2 separate regions of the Danio rerio genome follow, and region 2 is linked to region 1. The links are chromatin contacts, called in public HiChIP or PLAC-seq maps. All regions are on one chromosome and are shown on one strand. Each heading gives the region's core, a stretch centred on a gene start, on an enhancer-like site or on the middle of the called end of the contact. The rest is flanking DNA. Distances are from core to core; before and after follow the strand shown. Region 1 holds the start of ptger2a (prostaglandin E receptor 2a (subtype EP2)). Region 2 holds the start of txndc16 (thioredoxin domain containing 16).

Evidence for each region. HiChIP or PLAC-seq counts read pairs in DNA pulled down with a chosen protein or histone mark.
Region 2: an H3K4me3 HiChIP or PLAC-seq map of embryo shows a contact between it and region 1, with 2.2 times the contacts expected there. The contact joins the promoter of txndc16 here to the promoter of ptger2a in region 1. A contact is called at or near these places in 2 of 4 datasets of contacts at active chromatin or transcription factors (caudal fin and embryo).

What each region holds. Positions count from the first base shown.
Region 1 is chr17:16,138,771-16,141,680 of GRCz12tu, reverse strand. It overlaps ptger2a (prostaglandin E receptor 2a (subtype EP2)), which reads right to left and starts at 1,396. Exons shown (of 1, transcript NM_200635.1): 1 at 1-1,396. The coding sequence starts at 1,176. The coding sequence ends at 331.
Region 2 is chr17:16,216,702-16,219,611 of GRCz12tu, reverse strand. txndc16 (thioredoxin domain containing 16) reads left to right here and starts at 1,421. Exons shown (of 19, transcript XM_679925.8): 1 at 1,421-1,812; 2 at 1,986-2,068. The coding sequence starts at 1,671. gpr137c (G protein-coupled receptor 137c) reads right to left here and starts at 581. Exons shown (of 7, transcript NM_001007433.1): 1 at 1-581. The coding sequence starts at 299.

The DNA.
Region 1 (2,910 bases), core at 147-2,646:
CTATATATTTTTTTCTAATTATCTCTTCAGAACAAACCCTTATTATACAATATCTTGCTTAATTACTTAATATCTTTCCTAATTAACCTAGTTAAGCCTTTAAATTGCCCTTTAAGCTGAATACTAGTGTCTTGAAAAATAATTTGTAAAATATTATTTACTGTCATCATGGCAAAGATAAAAGAAATCGGTTATTTGAAATTAATTATTAAAACTATTACGTTTAGAAATGTGTTGAAAAAATCTGCTCTCTGTTAAACAGAAATTGGGGGAAAAATATACAGGGGACAAATAATTCAGGAGGGCTAATAATTCAGACTTCAACTGTAGTTATTTTCTTTCATTACAATCACATACAATAAATCTTACTATTAACGGCAGGAAACAAATGACGAAGATGACAGTCATGAAGACCAGAAGAATGAGATGTTCCACCTCCTCTGCCCACGAGAAGTACCTCCTGTTCCTTTTGCTCCTGGTCTGCACTGAACCCCGGTTCATCTTGCGCCTCCGGTACATCAGCACCAGATGATAAACCACAAAACAGTTGCACACCACTATAATGATCATAATAAACAGCATCACCGTGGCGTAAACATTGGCATACGCTCGGTCTTCGATCTCCTCCGAATTCATGGCAATGAAACACCAGGTCCCGGGACAGTATTGCACATATTTCCCAAACCCTGCAAACGGCATCAGGCAGAACAGAAAGCAGGCTAGATAAATACAAGGGATGGTGATGTATCCGCAGCGTTTGGTGATGTGCCTCCCGTAGTGATACGGATACCCGATGGAGATGCATCTTTCCAGTGCCATCGCCAGGAGGATAGAAAGTGTGGCCAAACTTAAGAAAGTCATGGCAAATCCAAAATACTCACACACCGCATGAGTCTTGCTCATCCCAACCAATGTGGTGTTGGTCAAATACGCCGTTTGAACCACAGGACTGGTCAGACAGGTTCCCGTTAGATCCGTAATAACCAAAGTGGTCACCAACAAATGGAAAAGAGACTGCCGCTGCCGGTTCTTTTCTTTCCTCCTCCGAAACTCCAGGAGAACCAGCGCAAGCACGTTCCCGATCGCTCCAGCTGCGAACATCAAAGCACTGATGGCTGGACCCCCATTCTGCTCCACATTCACACTGTCAATACAGGTCCCATTTTCAGTGCCCATTCCTGCAGTTGGATTTTATCAAAACACCTACTTGGATGTTTCTCTTTAAGATGTTGGCATGTTTGAGAGCATGCAAAACTTTATTCAGATCATTTTCTTCCTGATGCAAATTTTTGAAACTCTCAAAGGTGGTTCATTTTCAAGCTGCATGTGGTGTGCTTTTGAAAGCCTCTAGAGTCCCGCAGACTTGCCTCTTTGTCTGCCCCATGCTCTCCATGCAGAGAGGCGGTGGAGAATGCACTATGAGCCATGAGTTCCTCTGCTGAATGAGCTGTTGGTTGGTGAAACAACGTCATTGTCTTGACCCCACCTTCAACACACTCCCACACACACAGTCACACACACACATATGCTGATCCAGACACAGAGTTGAGAAATTTGAGCTTCCTTAAAAGCGTAGAGAATTTGCTTTCTGACTGTTTGGGGTCCCAAAGAGCCCTACGGTGTGAGTTCTACTACTACTGTGGCTGTTATAGTTGCATACTATGGTAATCAGATTAAATGGCCTCTTAAGGGTTACTTGTGATTTAGGTGGCTAAATTTTTTTTAGGGAAAATATTTTTGCTTTTTTTTTGCCACAGATTAAGATTAGCATTTAAAATGGAAATCATGCAGCATGAGGAAATATACCACAAAAAAAAATGGAAATAAAAGTAATATAAAAATAACAGACATAATTTGAAAACAAAAAGAAAGACTAATACATTTTAAAAACATTAAAGGGCACCTATTACACCCCTTTTCCAAGATTGAGGATTTAAGATAAGTGTTTTGTGTCTCTAGAATGTGTCTGTAAAGTTTCAGCTCAAAACACCCATCAGATTATTTATTATACCTTTCAGAATATTGGATTTTCTGCTTTGATGACAATGTAGCTGTTTTTGTGGCCTGTGCCTTTAATAGTAGTTTAAAACTAGGGGCCCACTGTTCCCACGTGCCTGTCAGAGTGTGCCTCAATCTCCGCCTCGGCTGCGTCAGATAAACAGCACAGTGACAGATATGAAGGAAGCAGATCTCACGTAACGTTTGTGAGAAATACTAAAGTAAGAACTTTTGCAATGATTATTTGATGTATTTGTTGTGAAGTTAATTCAAGCCTTTCTGCCATGATAAGTGACAAATTTTCGTTACAAAGCTTACGGACACACACAGATACACACATTTAAATTTGCACTGTTTTTGCACGGCAAATGTGACAGGATACACATTAATATACACTGCTGTATGGATATTCGTTATGTCAAAGTACAAAATTAATAAGATTTAACGTCCTGAAACCGCGATTGAAGCATCGTCTTTTATAATTGTACTGACATTCGGCTGTGTTTAAAAAGTAAGGACGGTAAAATAGCTGTAAATGATTACAAACATGCACTTTTTTAAAAACGTGTTAAACTTGTAAAACTCTTGTTAACATCAGATCTTTTAACAGATCTTTTATTCCTGGTTATCCCCATCCTGTCTTGTTGATATGATTATACAAGTTACAACGGAGACATGTTAATACGCGTCTGTCAATCAATTCGGGGCAGGGAAACTGCACTCCTACATCATGTTGCGTTGGACCTCAAAATGGGAGGGATTTGGATCCTATTTTAACGTAAAGAAATTAAAAAGAAAGAGACTTATTGTCTTAATATCACCCCAATATGACTGTGGACACACTATACACAGTGTTTTTCCAAACAGCTCCCAAAAGATACATTTCATCATAGATGCCCTTCAACTAAAATT
Region 2 (2,910 bases), core at 172-2,671, 78 kb before region 1:
TTTGCTTGAACAACATTTTTAAAGTAAAAAGAGAAGAGCGTCGTCCTCAGAGCAGACCAGAGCAAACACAGAAAGAGAAAAACACTCTGGTAGCTGAAGCGTTTGTGTCCGTAGTGCAGAATCAACCAGAGCTGCAGGTAAACAAACACGAAGAGGAGCGAATACAAAACCGTGTAGAGAACAGTGAGACCGAGCTGCACGGACGGGGGAACCGCAGCCTGGATCAGTTCGGCGGAGGATGATGAGGATGAGTCCGTCCAAACACTGACACTGACCTGGTTTTCTAGTAAAAACAACATATCGACACGATGGCTCGCTATCACGCCGACTTATCCAAAACGAGTTGTCCAAAACTTTTCATGGAGATGTTTTGAAATGATACAAACACTGAAAAACGTCAAACTTAATTACAAATGACACATGAGCGGAAAATAATAAAACTACAGCCTACCCTAAGTTATTATCGTATTGAACAGACTTTAAAACAATTCTCAGATGTTTGTAACCAAAAATTGGGAAAACAAGTAATTAAAAAACAGCAGAGCCCCCAATCTCTGCAAGGCAGCTCCCTCCGACCTAAGAAAAACCAACTCTGGAGCTTGGAAAAAAAAGCGATCAGCTGGCTAGCGTTGCAGATTTGGCCCCTCCTACTGACCAATAGGAGCGAGCTAGAATTTGACGCGCCTGTTTCGCCATGTTGGCTCTCAGCTGAATAGCGCTGAATGGAAAAATTCTGTCGCATTCGAGCCAAAATGATAGGCTTTTCAAGTACGTTCGCTGACGACCGAGCTACTCCCCTCCTACTTTTTTGACAAACCAATCATTTGTCTTTTTAGGTGTCCTGCCTCTGTGCGTTTTTAATTTTCAAACAATCAGCATTGTTGTTTTCAATACCGCTTATTTGCTTAGACGTTTGCGCTTGTTTGTTTTTCATGTAAGCTATACAGTAGTTTGGTTTGTCAATTAAATAGCGGTGTGAAAAATAATATATTTTTTAATAAAGTGACGCGGGTATAATATTGATACATGTAATAAATTATTGAAGGATATTTATGCAAGGCATAAAGACTAATAAATAAAAGGAAAAAATCACAAAAATATGCAAGGCAGGTCCCACAGAGTAAAGAAAAACAACTGTGTAAAAAGAAAATCAAATGTTGGGCTAATAAGAAGAACGTGGAAACTGACGCGCTTTAGTAGTCATGTTGGCTCTCAGTTAAAATTGTGGCGAATCCCAATAAAAACAGATATTGTGAGCCAAAATGACCGCCGTTTCAAAAGGCTGCTACCGATGAGCCAAGATCCTTCCGCCTACTTTATTCTTATTGGTTCTAACTTTTCACTTTGAGCTTTCTGGTTGGTATTCAGGACACGGTTAATCCCTCCTCTCATATTTGATTGGACGACGTTTGCGCATGTTGTTTTAGTGTTTGAGGATGTAGTAGAACTCGTTACATTTACAACACTGATCTGAAATCATTATTAACCTAATGTATTTGCTAAAAGGCTGCATTTTTTGTTTGTATTTTAAGTTTTGGAAGATGTGGGGATGCGTTCGGTAACAGAACAAGCGAACGGTTTTGATGGGATATGAACGTCTTATTTTTGCACATCCTAATTATGAACTAATATAAATAGATGTAAAGTACATACAGTGTAAATGTTGCACCATGTGCACCGTATATTTGGTCACGTTTGTGTTCATCCTAACAGCAGAACAATGTTTCTCAAAACTGATGGAAGACTCCGGCCAGAACCTCATGGAGAGGATGCAAACTGGGAAAACATCCTTTATATACTTTGGAAATCATGGTGAGACTCTGTTAAATGATTACAGAACAGTTATTATAATTTGCAGGTCTAAGCAAGAGTCATTAATCACATCAGCACAGAACAGTATTTGCTGAGTCAGTAGATTTGAGGTGTCAAAATCTTTTAAAGTTAATTTTTAAAGTCTATTACATAACATCTGTATCTGCTTGCAGTCAATCCAACCATAGAACTGTTCATAGAGCAGCTCCAGATGTCAGCTGATGCTCTAGAGGACTATGGGATAGCTGTTGTAATGGTGAGCAGAAAATATGTGCATAGGAATATATTTTTTGTAGTTTTTATTATGTTATTTTGCTACATAATGGCTGACCCAGCTGCAATAACTTCAATGCAACCTAAAGGGGTGGTTCACCCAAAAACTGAAAATTCTGTCATCATTTACTTTCCATTTGCTTGTTCCAAACTTGTTTGAGTTTTTTTTTCTATTAAACACAAAAGAGGATAGTTTGAAGAAAGCTGAAAGCCTGTAGCCATTGACTTACATAATGTATATTTTTGCCTACTAAGGAAGGTTACAGGTTTTTAGCTTTCTTCAAAATATCTTTTTTATTGTTCAACAGAAAACAGAATCTCATAATGGTTTATAACCCCTCGAGGGTGGGTAAATTTACATTTTTGGGAATTTACATTTTAAATTCTATTTTTTTGTTAAAAAAAAAAAAACATACAGTCCGTATTCATAACGCTTCACTTTTTCCACATTTTTTAATGTTACTGCCTCATTCCAAATTTGATTAAATTTAATTCCCCAAAATTCTACACACAATACCCCGTAATAACAATGTGAAAAATATTTTTTTGAATTTGTTGCAAATTTATTAGAAATAAAAAAAACTGGAAAATCACATGTACATAAGGATTCACAGCCTTTGCTCAATACTTTGTTGATGCACCTTTGGCAGCAATTACAGCCTCAAGTCTTTTTGAATATGATGCCACAAGCTTGGTACACCTGTTTTTGGGAATTTTTGCCCATTCCTCTTTGTAGTACCTCTCAAGCTCTATCAGGTTGGATGGGAAGTGACGGTGTACAGCCATTTTCAGATCTCTCCAGAGATGTTCAATAGGATTTAGGTT